Linked DNA regions of Rattus norvegicus: region 1 is linked to region 2. The links are chromatin contacts, called in public Hi-C maps. All regions are on one chromosome and are shown on one strand. Each heading gives the region's core, a stretch centred on a gene start, on an enhancer-like site or on the middle of the called end of the contact. The rest is flanking DNA. Distances are from core to core; before and after follow the strand shown.

Region 1 (4,872 bases), core at 1,648-4,147, 220 kb after region 2:
AAAACCATCATTCACCACGAACAAGTAGGCTTCATCCCAGGGATGCAAGGTTGGTACAATATATGAAGATCCATTAATGTAGTCCACTATATCAATGAACTCCAAGAAAAAAAAATCATATGATCATCTCATTAGATGCTGAAAAGAATTTGACAAAATACAACACACCTTTCAGGTTAAAAGTATCGGAGAGATCAGGAATTCAAGTTTTATACCTAAACATTATAAAAGCAATTTACTACAAACCAACAGTCAATATCAAATTAAATGGAAAGACACTTTAAGCAATGCTACTAAAATCAAGTGACCAGACAAGGATTCCCACCCTCCTCATATCCATTCAATACAGTGTTTGAAGTTCTAGTTAGAACAATAAGACAACAAAAAGAGATCAAGGGAATACAACTTGGCAAAGAAGAATTAAAGGTATCACTATTTGCAGATGATATGATAGTACACATAAGTCACCCCAAAATTCTACCAGAGAGCTTCCACACCTGATAAACAACTTCAGCAAAGTGGCTGGACATAAACTTAACTCAAATAAATTGGTAGTCTTCCTTTATGCAAACGATAAACAGGCTGAGAAGAAATTAGGGAAACAACTCCCTTCACAATAGCCACAAACAACATAAAATACCTTGGTGAGGCTCTAACCAAACAAGTGAAAGATCTGTATGACAATAACTTCAAGTCTCTCAAGAAAGAAATTGAAGATCTCAGAAAATGGAGAGATCTCCCATGCTCATGAACTGGCAGAATCAACAACAATAAAAATGGCCACCCTATCAAAGGCAATCTATAGATTCAACGCAATCCGCATCAAAATACCAACACGATTCTCCAAAGGCACGGAAAGATCAAATGAAAATGCAACAGCTGTTCTTACACTACGTCCTGAAAAGCATCTCCTGCACCTTCCACCACATACCAAGATGTGCCCCTCACCATGCACGGATGCATGTTAGAAGCAGAGGGAAGTCACGCCCCTTGGAAGAATAAAACCAGGATCACCTAGTAATATATTGATGTACACTGACGACTTTTGTCTCAGGCCACGTGTGGTATAGAGCTTGAATAATCAGTGGTTTACGGTTCTTGTTACACTTGGCAATATTTATTAACTCATAAGTATATGTTACTAGATAGGGTGTGTAAAGGGAAGATTTACACTGGCTTTAAATACTCCTTTATCTCCAGGACCTAAACAGTGCTTACCAGGCAACTGCCTGCAGACTATGTGCCTGCCATATACATCAGGGTTAGGGGATAGTTTCTAAATCCCAAATGCTTTTATTGCAATAAATATACAGTGATAGGTTTAAAATATAAGGTAAAATAATAGAAAGCACTCTTGAGTACCAGGCAGGGCTCTGTGCACTTTACATAGATAATTGGTATTTCATAACCCGAGATAGAAACCATTATTGTCCTCATTTTACAGGTGCTTGGCCCAGGTTTCCACTGTTTACTTTGGGAAGCAGAGATCTATGAGATCTAGAATCCTAAGATCCAGTTGTGTAATAATACTGACCTCAAAGGGATCCTGGAGTAAGTACTCTCCTTTCGCTCCATCACCCCCTCCACTTTTCTGAAATGCTGGGGATTTAACAAGAATCTCAAGCATGTGCCAGGCAGATGCTTTACTGCTGAACCAAATCCCCCGTCTTCTTACTCTTCCCGCTGCACCCGCGACAGCCAAATACCACTCAGTGCTCTCTGCAATGCCTGGACCCGGTGCCTATTCATTTTACCTTATTTGGGATCATGCTCCTCTCACGGGATCTGATTCCATGATCTCACTGCTGACATCATTTACCACGAGTCCATTGTTTTCTTAATTTAGAAATCTACTACTCATATTTTCTGTATTTCTCACCATGTCCTCACGCCATGACGCATTTAATACAGAGATATTTTCAGTTTTGCTCAGTGTATTCTTGATGTCTCGATACTTGTTAAATGCCTGAGATTTAAATGTAAATGTTTAGGTTCAGCTGATGGTAGAGGTTTTAGAATCTTCATCAAAGGCAGTGTGTGTGTGTGTGTGTGTGTGTGTGTGTGTGTGTGTGTGTGTGTGTGTCTGTGTGTGTGTGGTGTGTCCACCTGCTCATGCTTTGGTGTCAAAAGCACTACTTAAAGCTACAGAAAACCAGAAAACCAAAACAACAACAAACAAACAACCCAGCAGATGAAAATCTGGAAGACATCGAGGCAAAGAAAGATAGAAATAATAAGTCACGATAAATCACAAAATGTGGTGGAAGCACGTTAGTTAAATATAGTGCCTCAAAAAATGTAAACGTGGGAAAGATGTCAAAGGTCTGGGCATAAATATAGTTCTCAAATAGAGATCTTTTATTAAACATAAATTAGTTGGTCAAGAGTTTGAATCATTAACTGCTCAGACCAATCCGAGCCTGCAGCTGACGGCAGCCATCAATACAGGCCGAATACAAAACTGTAAAAATGTTAACTTTCTTTATGCGGTTTTGTTCCCCAGAGTGAACTTTGTAGACAACATCAAAAGGTTGCACCCAGCAAGCAACCTGTGTCTCCACAGTGCCCAGGGCAGCGAAGGGAGGAGGCGGAGCCTGGAAGCTGCTGAGAGCCAGGCTAGGGTCTGGGAGTGGCGGACCGTGCCTTCCTGACCTTCGGGCGCTAGGTAACCCTGCTGGTTGGGGACCGGAAAGGGCAAAGAGGGCAGGACCTGTGTCTTCCTCCAAAGAGGCCTGCTGTCGCCTCCTTCTCGGCTCAGAGTACCCCGCAGGGGAGGTGCGGGGCTCCAGAGCTCCAGTCCGCAGTGTGCTGGAGCAAGCGCCCGCGCGCCAGAAACCGCGACCGCAGCGGGAGGCGCGGGAGCCCAGGCAAGAGCTGGGCCCTCGCGACTTCCGTAGCGCTCCAGGATCCGCCCACGGCGCAGGAACCGACGAATCACATGCCAGGATCTGTTCCGTCCAACGTCTGCACTCAGAGTGGCGTGATTGGTTGTTCGCTTGCCACTTTGCATGGTTGAATGAGCTCAGCTTGGTTTCCTAAAGTAGCACCTGCACACATTGGGGTCCGCGGTTCCCTGGAACACAAATGGCGATTATGGCTCCAGGTTTCAGGCATTTAAACAAAAGTTTTAATAAATTCTTCTGTCTTTACACTTCCATACTTCCTCAGGTAGCTCCTCAGACAACAAACTAGTTCCAGAGTTAGAAACAGATATTAAATTACGAAGCAGAAGAGTCCTGATCATAAGCTGCCACTAAAAAATTTTTAAAGCAGTGCGTACCCTTTCCTCTCATCCAACCACAGAGACACACAAGACACAAACAACAGGCTGTTGAACCAGTGACCTGGATTTTTCTTTGTACAGGCTTGTTCTTTTTCTGACACTTGGACTTTGAGTAAGCAAGAGAAGACACTCAATGACATACCGGAAGTAACCAAAAATCCTGGAAGAATCCAAGTTCTGGTGATATGTTTATTATTGGGACTGATGTTCTTTGAATCCCATGATAATGTCAGAGCTTCGTACATGGTTAACATTCTTCAGTATGGGGCCCAGAAAATTACTGAAAATAAACAGGACCAGCACAGTAGGAGGAGGAAGAGGGGCGGAGATTTGAGCTTAGCCGGTTTCTTAGTAGAGACAAATGACTGTCCTTATGCCACAGTGAACAGATGAATTCAAATAAGACGTTTTAAAAACATTAATTGATCATGAGTACAAAGAGACCTGGATTGCAAGTATGGGTCATACATTCTCTGTCTTAAAGTCACCCAAGTTCAAGGGAATTTAAACCAGTTAAAAGGGACATCTTTTTCATGCATAATTGAATGTGTTTGTTACTGTGACTGACTCTTAAAGGCCCTGAAATGTATACCATAGAGTTGTTGGGGGAAGAAGCTTGTGATTATGAGGAACACTTTGGGCTTAAAGGTTTTGAAGACAAGATCAAGTAACCTCATTGGCTGATGAACTTATACAGAATAAAAATGAGCAAAGGGTCTCCTACATTAATTACATTTATAGAGTTTCTTTCTAGTATGGGCCTGTTCAGGGATCTGAAAAGAACCATAATGTACAAAAGCTTTTCTATAAAACTTGCACTTACTTTTATAATATTTTAGGTATTTCTAGTATTAGGTATTCTCTAGAAAAATAGAAAGAAAAAAATGCACACACACACTAATTAGTGTTGCCATTGCTGTAAAGAGACATCATGGCCAAGGTAACTGGTATAAAGGAGAACATTTCATTAGGGCTGGCTTACTGGTTCTGAGGTTCAGTCTATTATTATCATGGCAGGAAGCATGGCAGTGTCATGAAGAGATGGTGTGGCAGGAGCTGAGAATTCTACATCTTGTTCCAAAGGCAAACAGGAGAAGACTGGCTTCTAAGCAGCTAGGAGAAGGGTCTTAAAGCCCACCCCTACAGTGACACACTTCTTCCAACAAGGCCACACCTATTAATAGTGCCACTCCCTGGGACAAGCATATTCAAACCAACACACACACACACACACACACACACACACACAAGAGAGAGAGGGAGGGAGGGAGGGAGGGAGGGAGGGAGGGAGAAAGAGAGAGAGAGAGAGAGAGAGAGAGAGAGAGAGAGAGAGAGAGAGAGAGACTTAGTTGTCATGATAGGTTCTGGGTATTAAAACCATTAATGTCTTTTAGAGCAATGATTATCAAGCTGTGGGTTGAAACCCCTTTGACAAACTTCTGTCTCCAAAATTATTTACATTATGATTTATAGCAGTAGCAGAACTACAGTTATGAAGTAGCAGTGAAAATAATTTTATGTTTGGGGTCACCACAGCACAAGGAATTGTCTTAAAGGGTTTCAGCACTAGGAAGGTTGAGAACCACTGC
Region 2 (5,037 bases), core at 1,630-4,129:
AGGCCTGGATCCCAGGGAGTCCCATCTGCCCCAGGTGCCCACTTTGCCTGGACAAACTTTTAATGAGCAAAGTGGCTACTTCTCTTACTTGCCTGCTGCTAACACAGGTATGACCCCTGGGTCCTGCCTGCTCTCGGCCTAAAGAGACAGAGTGATTTTTAGTGTGTGCTGTCAACCAACAGGCAGTTCTGTCAATCAACACTGACCATGAGTGACTCTGGTGCAGGCCCAGGCCTCTTAGGCCTTTGTCCTCAGGAATAACAGTCACAGGGTTGACGTGAGGACCAGATAACGTAACACACACTGAAGTGTTGGTTATTTAGCTGTGGTTGTTATTGTCCTCGGCCCTGCTGTGACCTTGACTTGACCTTTCTCTGCTACAGATAAAACTAGCTCAGCCCCAGATGGACCAGAGCCAGCTCTGGCCTGGGTGCTCATAATCATTGGTGTGAAAATTATTAGCCTTCATCTCATATGCTAGTTATATTACATGAATTAGAGTCTATGTGGAATGCTGGAACTAGACCTTGGCATGATGGGCTCAGTATACTAAGCCATCTTTCCAGTTGCTCTGATCCAGCAACTGATCTTCCATACATCAAGTGAACCCCTACTGTGTGCCAAGGTTGGTGGTACTAGGCCCTGCAGATATAGCAGTGAACAAGGCTGGCCCTTGGAGATAACTTTTACTGGGGGAATTCAAATACATAAAGCCGTCCTTTCAGGGCCAAGGGTACAAGCTGAGGTGGGGTAAAGCCCTTAGCAGAGGAGCCTCAATCCCCCTCTAGAGAGGTGGGGTGGAAACGGTCAGGGAAGATTTCCCATAGTGAAATACAAAAGGTGCAAGACAGGGTTTGCTGAGTTCTTCTAACAGATGGGGCCCTGTCCAGTGTTTTGTAACAATGATCTCAGTCCACCTCAACTCTCATAAGGCAGAAGAGGTTGCTTAGATTCTACTGAGTGGAACTGATGGTCAAATCAGCTGTCTAAAATCAACCAGCCAATAAACAGTGGTGCCAGAATCCAACAAGAAATTGTTTAAACTCAAACCTTGTGCCCATTTCGTCATCTACGGGGGTATCTATGGTGGTGGTTTGGATGGATAGATAGAAGAGGGAGGCCCTAGTAGGAGAAGAGACCTTCTCACAGAAAACTGGCTTCACTGATGAGAACTCAGCCCTGAGATTTACCCTGCAAGTACTGTGGAGAGACAGTAGAGAGGCTGTCCTAGGCACCAGCACAGGCCTGGCCACAGCTTCCCCCTGCCCTGGCCCACTTGCTAGTATGACCATGACCTAGAGAAAGTGACATCATGGCTCTGCACATCAGTTTCATTCTGCAAAATGGGAGGGATGACAGTAGCAGGCGCGAGTGGTAGTTACCCCCACCCCTACCTCAGCTTTAAGTTACCACCCATAGCATTCTCAGCTCTTAGTTTCTCTCTCTTCCCCAAGTTATCTGGGTAGTTTTTTTTTTTTTTTTTTTTTTTTTTTTTTTTTTTTTTGGTTCTTTTTTTTCGGAGCTGGGGACCGAACCCAGGGCCTTGCGCTTCCTAGGTAAGCGCTCTACCACTGAGCTAAATCCCCAGCCCCATATCTGGGTAGTTTTAAGGAATAGATTGGCACTTAGGATAATGCTTGGTGCATAGGAAATGGTCAGAAAATGTTGTCCTTATGAACATTCGAGATGTTTCCCAAAGTGTCACAGGATGCTAGTATATTTTGAAAAAGGGAGTTCTGCTATAGTAAACATCAAAACACAGAACTGAACCAAGAGAAGCACACCTTTTCCCCACTGAAAGACTCAAACTCATTAAAAGAAATTGTCCTTTTCCTGTGCATCACGTGGAGTGTGTGTGTGTGTGTGTGTGTGTGTGTGTGTGTGTGTGTGTGTGTGTGTGCCCTAGAAGACACTTAGGAAAATGCAAGGTCCTTTCACTTTAAAAAATTTTTTTTGAGGCAGGTTAAGCTTCACATAGCTCAGGCTAGCCTCTACTGTACTGTAACTGGTTATGTATGATCTTTAACTCTATACCCTCTTGCCCCTACTTCCCAAGTGGGAATTAGCAGCGTATGCCATCAAGCCAAGCTCACAGAGCTTTTGTTATGCCTCAGTTGGTCTCTGTGGGTCTCAGGGTCACCATGTGGACTTAGGCCTCAGTTTCCTTTTGTGAAATTCGAACAACTCTATGCACAACAGGGCCTATTGCAGTGTTGTTAGGACTTAGGGAATTAATGTATTTATTTACACAGTTCCTGGCACACAGACTATGAATGTTAGCTTTTAAATCTCCTGGGGATGAGTCATGATTGATCCTCATCCAGATGCGTGGCTCTTGCCTAGACCTTAGCAGGTGACCCCCAAGTCCTTTCAGTTTGGAGTTTAAGTCGAACACACCCCAGGATGAGATATAATGATTACTTTCTCTCCTTTCTCCCCTTGACCTCTGGTCACTGGGGATATTACTGGGCCAGGGTCTAGGGTCCAGCGGCCAAGACTTTTGGATGGACCGGGAGGAGGGGATCTGGAAATCGGGCCAGCAAAACATCGGGAACCCTGGATCCGGTCTCCCTTGCTACTCGGTGGTGGGGTCATGGCGGCCTCGGCTTCCGTGGGTGGCGCTGGGAGTTTCAGGCAGCTCCGTCAGGCTTGCGCCAGGTTGCCAAAGCCGAGCCTCCTCAGCACTCCGCTGGGGCTCGTTAGCGCCGCGGGCTGGCTGTCGCCGCAGCGGCCCGTGGGAGCCAGGCGATCTTGTAAACATTCAGTCCCCATGCTCTGACAAGGCCCGGGGGAAGCGGCAGGTTTAAGGGCGGCCAAAGACTGCGAGCTGGGAGCGCGGTGCCTGGTGGTTCTGTCGCCTGGACCTGGGCGCCAGCGGCTGGTAAGCGCCGCCGCGCGGGGGCGCCCGAGTCCACGGTACGAGCTTGTAGGGTGAGCGCGAAACTGGAAGACACCCGCGCGACCCAGGAAGGCGAGTTGTTTAACACCTGCCTATGTAGTTGGCAATATTCAGGACCTCAGTGCCCTCCACGGCCAAACACCGTTCCAGATTCTTCTCTCTCAGCTTTTAAAATAAACTTGGATAAACTTGGAACCAGGCAGGGGCTGAGGGAGCTGAAGGGTCTTGGGTGAACATGCCCGGGCACCTCACTGTGTTTCTCAATGCTCTGCCTGTGTGCTAGCTTAAATCCAGTTAATCTTCCTCTTCTCCTTACCAATGGAAAATTAAAATTAAGATGTCAAAAGATCATATTAGGGTGTGGAGGCTCTCTAACGCAAGCTGTAGAGGTGGAGGTAGATCCATCAGAGGTTCAAAGTCCACCCTGACTAGACAGCAAGTTTGACATAGCCTGGGCTACAGGAGATATGGCATTAATAAACAAGCAGAAACAACCCAAAACAACCCAAACCCCCACCCCTGATAAAACAACAACCAAATCAACGAGAAACAAAAGCTCCCCAAAACCCTCTACTTCCACTCCCTCACCCTGCCCCACCATATTGAAACCTGTATTTTGCATTGGTTGCCCCATTAGAGAACCCAGTCCTACTTGGGATGGGCATGACTCTGAAAAGTGTTAAGTTCCCCGGAACTCACTTGCTAGGACCAGCACTCATTGAGCCGTGCTTGATGAGTCTCTCTGTTCTTTCAGTATAGGGCGTGGATCAGAGTTGCCCTCCCCCATCCCTAATTTGGCGTCCTTGTCCCTTCGGACTAGAAAGCAATAGTGCTACAAGCTAATCTTAATCCTGAAGTCCATCACACGGTGATTCCGATGTCTGCACTTCTGTCAGACTGGGTTGGGATCATGTCTCCTCGAGGATAAGTACCTCATCTGCTCTGCTGGTCACCATAAACCTGGTGGCTTACCTTTACTCTCTCACAGATTTGGAGGCTGGGTATTTCAAGACTCAGGTGCTGGCAGATTAAGTGTCTGGTGAGGGCCCTGTTCTGAGGTTGCAGAAAAAGAGGAAGTTACTGTCTGTGGGAACAGTAGTAGTGAGACTCAGGCACATGTATTGTGGAGACGGGCAAGCCTCCTTTCCTGAGCCTTCGGATCCAGTTGCCTGTCGTCAGTTTAGTCAGTTTACTGGCGGCAGGTATCCCGCTGCTAACAGGGAAGGTGGAGGAGGGAAGGCCAATGCTTGCTAATTTCCCATCGTTCCCAGGCACCGTGGAGGTGCTTCCCTTCCTGGGCACAGTCATTCTGGCCTTAGGTTTGCTGGTTTACAGCTACAACAGAAAGGAGGGCTGCTGAGCTGTTCATTATCCTGCACAGATAGCTCAGCCTCATGGTTTGGTGTGGGGCTTATGATCAACTTGTATGTCCTTCATTTGCAAAGAAGGAACAATGGTTGGGTAGAAGAAACACATATGAAGTTCAAAATGGCAAACAGGCTAAGTTAACTCTAAATTATAATTTTGGAAGAAACTTTTTTTTTTTGTATTTTTTGTTCTTGTTTTGTCTTTTTCTCTGTGTAGCTCTGGCTGTCCTGGAATCCAATTTGTAGACCAGGCTGGCCTTGAACTCAGAGATTCACTGGCCTTTGACTTCTAAGTGCTGGAATTAAATGTGTGTGCCATCACTCCCATCTGGGAAAAAATGATTTAAAAATGACATCTACGTGGGGAGCTGAGCAGGATCTGACTCAAGTGTTAAGACAGCATAGGGACAGACACAGTATAAAGACAAACATGCCCAGCCTTTATCTTCCTCAGTTATCCGTCAGATGCTTACAGGCTGCAGTGAAGTGTCAGAGGAACCAGGAAACTGTTGTAGGCCCCCACAGAGATCTTGTCTACAGTTCATCTGGAGATATCCTGAATCAGGGTTAGTTAAGAGCAGACATGGATTTGCTCTGACAGTGTCTGACATCAGAGTTCTTTTGTGCTTCGCCACCCTTTGGTGCTCCTACTTATGGGAGCAGGGTAGGGCACCTTTGCACCTATGCAAAGCCCTCTCTCAATTACTTCTGGTTCTTCAAAAATACTGTTATTTTTCTGAGCTGTTTCCAATTTCCTTTCAAACATGCCGG

The links. Hi-C and Micro-C count contacts between places; a contact is called where the count stands out from the background.
Region 1: a Hi-C map of Schwann cells shows a contact between it and region 2, with 2.8 times the contacts expected there. The contact joins the promoter of Trim68 here to the enhancer-like site in region 2.

Annotation. Positions count from the first base shown.
Region 1 is chr1:166,536,510-166,541,381 of GRCr8, forward strand. It overlaps Trim68 (tripartite motif containing 68), which reads right to left and starts at 2,898. Exons shown (of 7, transcript NM_001401504.1): 1 at 2,711-2,898.
Region 2 is chr1:166,315,387-166,320,423 of GRCr8, forward strand. It overlaps the pseudogene LOC120099898. Among named protein-coding and RNA genes, the nearest start is that of Or55b10, 21 kb to the left of the region's middle. Within about 2 kb of position 2,880, at least 30 of the 93 cell types and tissues checked have an H3K27ac peak or open chromatin away from gene starts, as enhancers often do. A contact at or near this core is called in Schwann cells, where this site is marked.